2 separate regions of the Ovis aries genome follow, and region 1 is linked to region 2. A link is a contact called in public Hi-C data. All regions are on one chromosome and are shown on one strand. The core of a region is the stretch at or near the end of the contact, and the rest is flanking DNA. Distances in the headings are between cores, read along the strand shown. Region 1 has its middle 6.1 kb from the start of TRNAH-GUG. Region 2 overlaps MPDZ (multiple PDZ domain crumbs cell polarity complex component).

What was found. Hi-C and Micro-C count contacts between places; a contact is called where the count stands out from the background.
Region 1: a Hi-C map of tail adipose tissue shows a contact between it and region 2, with 5 times the contacts expected there. The contact joins two enhancer-like sites. A contact is called at or near these places in 5 of 16 Hi-C or Micro-C datasets (mixed tissues, muscle, skin fibroblasts and 1 more).

The regions. Positions count from the first base shown.
Region 1 is chr2:83,086,588-83,090,922 of ARS-UI_Ramb_v3.0, forward strand. No RefSeq gene overlaps it. Among named protein-coding and RNA genes, the nearest start is that of TRNAH-GUG, 6.1 kb to the right of the region's middle. Within about 2 kb of position 2,429, at least 6 of the 54 cell types and tissues checked have an H3K27ac peak or open chromatin away from gene starts, as enhancers often do.
Region 2 is chr2:81,955,426-81,959,482 of ARS-UI_Ramb_v3.0, forward strand. All of the region lies in intron 2 of MPDZ (multiple PDZ domain crumbs cell polarity complex component), which reads right to left. Among named protein-coding and RNA genes, the nearest start is that of MPDZ, 320 kb to the right of the region's middle. Within about 2 kb of position 2,151, at least 9 of the 54 cell types and tissues checked have an H3K27ac peak or open chromatin away from gene starts, as enhancers often do.

The DNA of each region.
Region 1 (4,335 bases), core at 1,179-3,678, 1.1 Mb after region 2:
GATCCAGAACCCCAAGTTGCTAAGTTGGGCTGTGCTCCCTTCAAGACTCACTGCATTGGAGCTAGGCTGAAAACCCAAGAAAGACAGGAACAAGGTTCCCGCCTTTCTGCTTATGCCCTTCCCACAAAAGCTGGAAGAGGTGTGTGTTGGTAGCTATCTCCGAAAAAGTCAATCCTTGACCCCTTTTGGGTCACAGTGCCAAAGGGAACCTTTCTCTGGACTCGCCACTGGGGACAAAAGATCTGTGTGTACTGGCGTCAGACCTGCGGTGTTCCTTTACATCATCTTATCATGCTGCAGGCCAAGTACCAGTTGACTTAATTGTTTCTTCTATTAACCTGAAAGCTTCATGGAGACAAAGATATAGTCTATTTGTATACTCTTACTTGATGGACAGGGAGGCCTGGTGTGCTGCGTTTCATGGGGTCACAAAGAGTTGGACACGACTGAGTGACTGAACTGAACTGAACTGAACCATCTCTTTGGGCTTCCCTCATAGCTCAGTTGGTAAAGAATCCGCCTGCAGTGCAGGAGACCCCAGTTCAATTCCTGGGTCAGGAAGATCCTCTGGGGAAGAGATAGGCTACCCCCTCCAGTATTCTTGGGCTTCCCTTGTGGCTTAGCTGGTAAAGAATCCACCTGCAGTGGGGGAGTCCTGGGTTCGATCCCTGGGTTGGGAAGATCCCCTGGAGAAGGGAAAGGTGACCCACTCCGGTATTCTGGCCTGGAGAATTCCATTGACTGTATAGTCTATGGGGTCACGAACAGTCGGACATGACTGAGCAACTTTCACTTTCACTTTTCACCATCTCTTTACCTTCTTTACTTATCATTGTGCCTGGCATATATTAATAGTAATAATTTAGCAGTTATGAGCGTAACAAAGCTACAGTGAATACTGTACTCTTTCTGAACCACACACTCTTCAAAATGCTTTGCTTATACCAGTTCATTTGATCCTCACAGCAATCCTTTGAGGGAGAGACTATTAAGCCATGGGCTTCCCAGTTGGTGTAGTGGTAAAGAACCCACCTGCTAGTGCAGAAGACAACCCAGATATTCTCTGGGTTGAGAAGATGCCCCTGGAGTAGGAAATGGCAACCCACTCCAGCATTCTTGCCTGGAAAATTCCCATGGAGAGTGAAGCCTAGCAGGCTACAGTTCATGGGGCTGCAAAGAATCAGACACGACTGAGCACAGAGCACATACACAGAGGCACAGAGAAGCTTACTAACTTGCCCAGGGTCATCTTAAAAGTGATGAGTAGAAGTGGACTTGCAACACAGGAATCTGACTCTATAGCTCATGTGCTTCCCCATTAGAGACCACACTCCACAGCCTAACTAGAGAACACAATACTACATTCTACATTGTTATGCAGGGCGACAGGCTCACTTGTGAAAGCAGATATAGTCAGACTGGCCTAAGGACATCACTTTCAGGGGGCTGAGGGGACTCCCAGCATGTCAGAGTTTATGAAAGAGATAGGGAGTCTGAACAGGATGTCGTCAGAGTAGAGAAGGGTATAAAAGAGTGAATGGTTTAAGAATATAAAAAAAGTAAGTAAGGAAAGTAAGGGGTACAGTTAGAGGTTGATATAAGTGTGCGAAATATGAAGGATATGTCTAAAGGAGATTTTAAACAAATTTCTATGTGAAGCTATCTCTAGAATTGCCCCAACACCTAGAAAACCTTTAGTAAGGACCTTCGTTATTTTTTAAATTTGGCTTTCTTTAAGTAAGATCCCTTACTGAAGCTGGGAGTCTTACTACATGGAGTTCCAGAATTGACTTAACTTTATAAGCAGTCTGAGTTATGTGAGTTAACTGTTACAGCCTCAACTCTGTCTCTGCATCTCTTGGGGGAAGAATGAGGAGAAATGGTGATGGTTAGAGCTTAAAAGTGGCTGTACTTAGGATATCCGATCAAATTCCCTCTTGTTTTGGAATTTGGGATATGCGCATTCAAGAGACTTCGAAAGGGAAAGAGAGAAGGAAAGGAAAAGATGTACCAAAATAAGAATGAGAGAAAGTGAGAGAGGATGTAGAAAAACCCGCTTCTTTGATTTGTATGGTGTGATTTCTGAAACTGCTCCAGCCTCTACATAAATCTATAGGATTTATGCAGCTTCATTAATCACACTTTCTTTGAAATGGAATTTTCTGCCTCGGAGCCTTTGAACATTGACATCCAAATACAATATATTCTTTTAAAATCACTTCTGGATAAAGGCAACACTGTTAAGGTAATTCCCCCAGATTGTAGGTGGAGTCTGTTTAGTCCTCAGATCTGGATGATAATATGTTGAAAATAGAACCTCCCTTCAGAGAACAGAAGAGTTCTGGCATGATTAGGATCCCAGTTGCAGACAGGCTGGGCCAGAAATCCATGGAGAGGAAAAAAAAGAAAGAAAAAGAGTGTCCTTGTCTTTGATGAATAATGACAAGCAGCGCCATCTAGTGACAACTCATGTTTATATTGGAGTCACTTGACGGTGACCTCTCTGCCAATCTCTTTGCTTATTATCAAACAGGCTGGAAAACAAAGAGTTCATCTTTCTGATGGCAATGTGACTTGAAATCAGAAGCCAGGGCTTAGGTGAAGACATGAGAGTGTTAAAACTTTTGACAATCAGAGTTCTCATCCAAAGCATGTTTTTCGGTTTGCTTTGGGGGGCTGACTTTTGAATGCTGTGAAGTTCAAAAAAGCAACAGAGAACAAAAACTGCATTCCTGGGAAGGGATGGAAGGAAACACTGTCATCGTCCCCAGGAGCCACACTAGATATGCATCACCTTCTCTGCCTCCTCGTGTTGCCCCTGTTCTGCTAATCAACTGAAGCACAGAGAGGTCAGGTGCAAAGTCAGACTGTCAGAGCAGCAGCAGTGGGATTTGAATCCCCACCTGCCCAGAAAAACGTTCTCTCTGATTCAGCTTTTGAGGGAATTTTCGTTCACGAGGCAGCTCCCAGGAAGGCTCACATTTCCAGGCCTGGCCACAGATCTTCAGCTTTTCAGGGTGACATGACTGAGATAAGTCACAACACCTTAGGACAGGTAGGGGCACTGGAAACGTGTCTCATACTTCTTACTGGCTGAGCTAGAGAGACCGGAAACGGCCCGCCCTTCAACTCTCTGTATCTGGATCCTATGGATGAAGTTGCAGCAGCTGGTGGGGGACAGGTAATCTCTTTCTGCAAGTCATCACCAGCTGCCACTCCTGGGGACACTGCTGCTCCAATGAGTTGGGCCTTAAGACCTCCTGCCCCCACAGAGGAGATGGCAGTCACATCCTAGCCCTGCAAGGCTCCCTGAAAGTGAATTGCATCTATTTCGATTTGGTTCTAAGAAATCATTTTCTATAAGTTAGTATATTTTTATTGCACAAAACAAACTACCTTCTTTATAATCAGGGACTAGATAGAGGTCGAGCCCATTTACTGGAGACTGTTCAATTAATAACTTGATCAGAAAATGCGAATTTGTTTTATTTATGGACATTCACTAAAGTCTGGAATCAAAAAGACTGGAATATAAACTCTCTTCAATTCAGCAGGTTGGTGATAGAGATCAAGAAGATAGGGTCTGAACAAAAAAAGAAGATCAGTCTGGCCTACTATATTGTAGAGAGCAAGAAAGAGGCATTCAGCTAAAGCCATAAGCTTATGGTAATAAAGCAAGCATATGTAGTTTTGAAGTTTTAGCTACTCAACTACAGTCACACAGGTAAAATATTTTATTTGAACAAACTCCATAGGCCCACTATAGAGATACACCAACATGAGGGACATAGATAGCTTATACAGAGAATTAATACTTCCTCTTGCTATTTCAGTTGATGTCCAAGAAAAGAAGTACAAGGAATTTTCCTGACTTTTCAGTGAGCAAAATCATTTCACAATTTGAATAAAACCTGTGGTTTTTTCCAGTAGTCATGTACAGATGTGACTGTTGATCCATAAAGAAAGCTGAGTGCCAAAGATTTGATGCTTTTAAATTATGGTCCTGGAGAAGACTCTTGAGAGTCCCTTGAACTGTAAGGAGATCAAACCAGTCAGTCCTAAAGAAAATCAACCCTGAATATTCATTGGAAGGACTGCTGCTAAAGCTGAAGTTCCAATACTTTGGACACCTGGTGGAAAGAGCCAACTCACTGGAAAAGACTGTGATGCTGGGAAAGACTGAGGGCAAAAGGAGGAGAGAGTAGCAGGATATGAGATGGTTGGATAGCATCACCAACTCAATGGATGAGTTCGCACAAACTCGGGAGATAATGAAGGACAGGAAAGCCTGGCATGCTACAGCCCATGGGGTCACAAAGAGAGGGAGACGACTTA
Region 2 (4,057 bases), core at 901-3,400:
GCACTCAGGTAGTTGAAAAGCAAGGGACAAAAGTGCCCATATTGTCCTTCTTGAGTGGTTTAGACAGCTGGAACAAAAAAGCCCAACACTATTAAACATGCAATTTTAGGTGAAATTTTGTTCCATGTGAAACATTAATTTTAATAGAGACTTTATATATAAGCTCTCGTTTGAATAATAATGTAAAATTAAATTTAAATTGTAAATAACGTCCAGATACTAGTTGTTTCCTGGCTCAAATTCTTCAGCACATATGGTGCTAGCATAAGCTTGTGCCTGTCTGCCTACTCTGGGTAATTTTGCATGCAAATAGTTTTAGTGCCTATGTTGAGGTGCTAAAACGTGTTTAGTACACTTGAAAATATTTGCATTGCAAAAGGAGAGCAAATCTCCTGAGGAAAATCAAATTGATATTTTGTATTAAGAGACCACTCTGGGCACTGTGTGGCAATCTTCTATGGAGAATTCTGTTTACAGTGCAATGAACATTTTTAATTGACCTTTAGCAAAGAAGCTCTGGCTACAGCTTTGCCAGGTTTATAAACCATTGGGCCATCTTCTGGCAACACTCACCACATTTATCATGAGCAGAGAGAAAGCTAAGGAAAGAATCGACTTGCCTTGGCTGGACGGTAGATTTTCATGCCTCCGTTTGGTGGACTGGTAGGATAAATGTGTTAATTATAATGAAAACTTTCAGTTGGAGTGTGCCTAACTAATTAGCTAACTAACTAACCAGCTAACTCAGGGAAGGCTTTAGCACAGGGAAGCAGCAGTGATGCTGAGTGTGAGGCCGCACACACGCTCCCATTTGCTTCGCTCCCATCTGCTGCATTTACAGGAATCAGTTCGTTAAGAGTCTGAATTGAATCCAAATAAAATGAATTTCTGATGCAAGCCTGATGACTGGTGCCATTCTATGCCGCATTATGTCAAGTTAGAGTTCGGTTGGAAGTGAGGGGACAGAGATCTTACACAAACGTCATACACATAGAACATTGAGTGAATGTGAGTCTGCCGAATTCAGTATCCCATTTCTGTAAACGGGTGCCCCCATCTCCTGATCTGATCCCTATTCACCAAGACCAATTACAACATTAGAACCCCCTAATAACGTAATGAATAGAATTCAAGAGCCATGCTAGTAAGACATCTATGAAACTTTCCTTGTAAGAATCTTTCAACATTTACGGAGAATTTAATTTTATTACATTGACCAATTCAGTTATTTACAAAATGAAAGTAAGTCAGTGCCTGTAAGATAAACAGATGATCCAAGGTCTATGAGAGGAATTTTTACTGTGGGATGTTTTTCTGTCTGCACCTCGCTCTTCTGCATGGAAATGATACCGGATGGAATTTTAACAGTGCTCATTGTAGTAGAGTTTTTCTATCACTTCCAGCTCAAGCTCCAAGCAAGGGATTGCCTACTATAGATGATTATATTGACTGTTGGATGCTGCTGTTTGATCCAGATTTTCTCCCCATATTTTACCCTTCCGTGCCTAATAATTTTTTCCACCCTTGTCACTTCCTATTGTGTACAAGGTGCAATATTCTATGTCAATGAATAGCCACAGACAGGTAGCAAGCAAGAACGGAAAGGAATTCCTTATGAATACACACCATTAAGGAGGCCTTGACTGGACCGTGTTGTGGAATGCCCGATGGCTATCTATTTCTTTTAAAATAATCTTTAAAAAATAAAAAGTCCCTGCTGCCTGTGGGATCCTGGCACATCAATCAATACATTAAATAAGTAAATAAGGAAATCATGTCAATTTCATGCATGCACAAACTTTTTGATACATAAATAATAAGAAGGGTTTAGATTCTGAGACTGTACCTGCTATCCAATAATTTTGTATATAAGATAAAGAGCTATTTCTAAACTGCGGTGCATTGCTCATTTTGGTCCCCAAATCGTGGGCTTCTTAGCATCCCTTCGGTGGTAGTGTGTGCATGACGCATGGCATGGGAGTGTGTGTGGGGGGGGGGCATGCTGTTAGGGGGAAGCCTACCACACATTTCTGCCATCACAGACTGTGGGCAAACAGCTGTCTCCACAGCTGAGGCCACTGGAGCCGCCTGCACTGCTCTAGTAACTCGAGAGCACACGGCTGGCCCCTGGGTGGCACAGAGCACTGCGCCTGCAGCAGAGTGCCCGAGCTTTCCTGGGGCTGAACAGGCGGAGACTTTGCCACCAGACACAATAAGCATCTGAAATGGGGGCTCATGAATAATTCATGCTTGGTGTCCTACGAAACAAAGAAATGATATGTTTGCTGGTAGATAACTGTGTTGTGGCATTTGTAAATCTTTCTGAATGTGGAGTGGATCATGTTTCTTGTTGGTAGAGAAATATGTTTTTTTTTTCACTTTCCTAAAACAGAAGAGTTTGTAGTTCCATGTAATAATCCTGCACTGAAGATCTTCCATGAAATGCTGGATGGGTTAGACTAATTTGGCTCATGATTTAGGAATTTTAAAAAATCTCATTCAGTGAAGAGGAATGGTGAAATGGCTTTACTGCAATAAAATACAGCAGGATACCAAGTTCTCAAGGACATTATTTTTTTTTTTCTTGGTAGGCAACCAGCTCACTTTTGCTAATGCAAGTTTCATTACTAGAGACTAGAAAACAGTGGTGCCTCCGCATGGCAGGATAGTATCGGGAGGAATACTTCTTCACTCTTCACTAAAATATTAGTAAAAATGATACTTTGGTGAATTGAGCCCTACATTGTTTTAGTGATAGTCAAATACCCACTAATCTGACACTAGTTAAATTGGCAATAAAAATGACCCCCAACCAAGTTGGGCCTCTCTCCTGTTTCTGCACAATAGCTTTGGACCTAATTCCAGGGATCTATAAAACCGTTGGGTAGACTCTGTGCATTTGCATAACGAGTATCTCTAGTGTTGTATAAAGTAACTAGCTGTTCAAACTTATCATAATTAGTATTTATAATTAGTATCTGAATATTCATTTCATTTATTCTTTAATATCTGTGTACTCATTTCCTTGAGGGGGGGGGAAAGAAATTGATTTAATAGTTCTTCATTATCTTTGAAACAACAATCTGGCAAAACAAATCATGGTGATTATACTCTGTCATCTCTCCAATAATTATCTCAAATCTGTCTTCTGTTATTCACTCGTACTTTCACCACATTTTTTTCCTTTGTTTTGCAGGATCCCCTTGTTTGTCTCCCTCGTTTTCAGGTTGCCCAGGAATGACTGTACATCCGTAAACCTCACACAATTCGATAGGGTTGGCAGGGAAAGTCAGAAAGAAGGCAGGCTGATTTTGCTGAAAGAAAGAAACAAGCAAAAACAAAATATGGGCCTGCCAATTATATGCTGGCGTGAGAATATAATTCCTGCTTGCTTTCAGGTAGGTAGTGGGATCTCCCGTCAAAAGAAGAGCAGTAAATGCTGCGTGAGGTGTATTTTTGGTTTTTGTTGTTGTTATTTTTATCCTGAAGCTCCAATAATGTACCAAATAGTAGACTCACAATATGTACAGGTAATGACTCTTTTTTTTTTTTTTTTTTAACTTTGGCTGTGTAGGATTAAGATTGTAAATAGAATGATGGTGGGACATAAATTGCTCTGTACCTTTTAAAAAGATAAGTAGATTTCCAGTGGAGATAATAACTAAATAAGTGGTAGGAATGTCCTGGGGCCAGGGAGATAATCATAAGAAATAGAGGCAACAGCCTTAAGACGAACAAAATACAAACAAAACCTAAAAGGCCCGAGGCAGAGGCCAATGGAAATTCCCCTCACTTCTCACTGGTCGCCCAGGTTCCTGTTCCTCCTGCGCTGTCTGTGCACGTGGCTATAGTGAGACAGCAGTTGTCTCTCAGGCCTCTTCTTCCTGAGCCCCCACACTTTTTCAGTCTCCATCACCTATTGACAGAGCCTGATTGCTCTAACTTCCCAGAATATTACACTTGGACTGCCAAGTGGTAAAGAATCTGCCCGCAATGCAGGAGACACAGGAGACGCAGGAGATGTGGGTTCAATCCCTGGGTCAGGAGGATCCCCTGG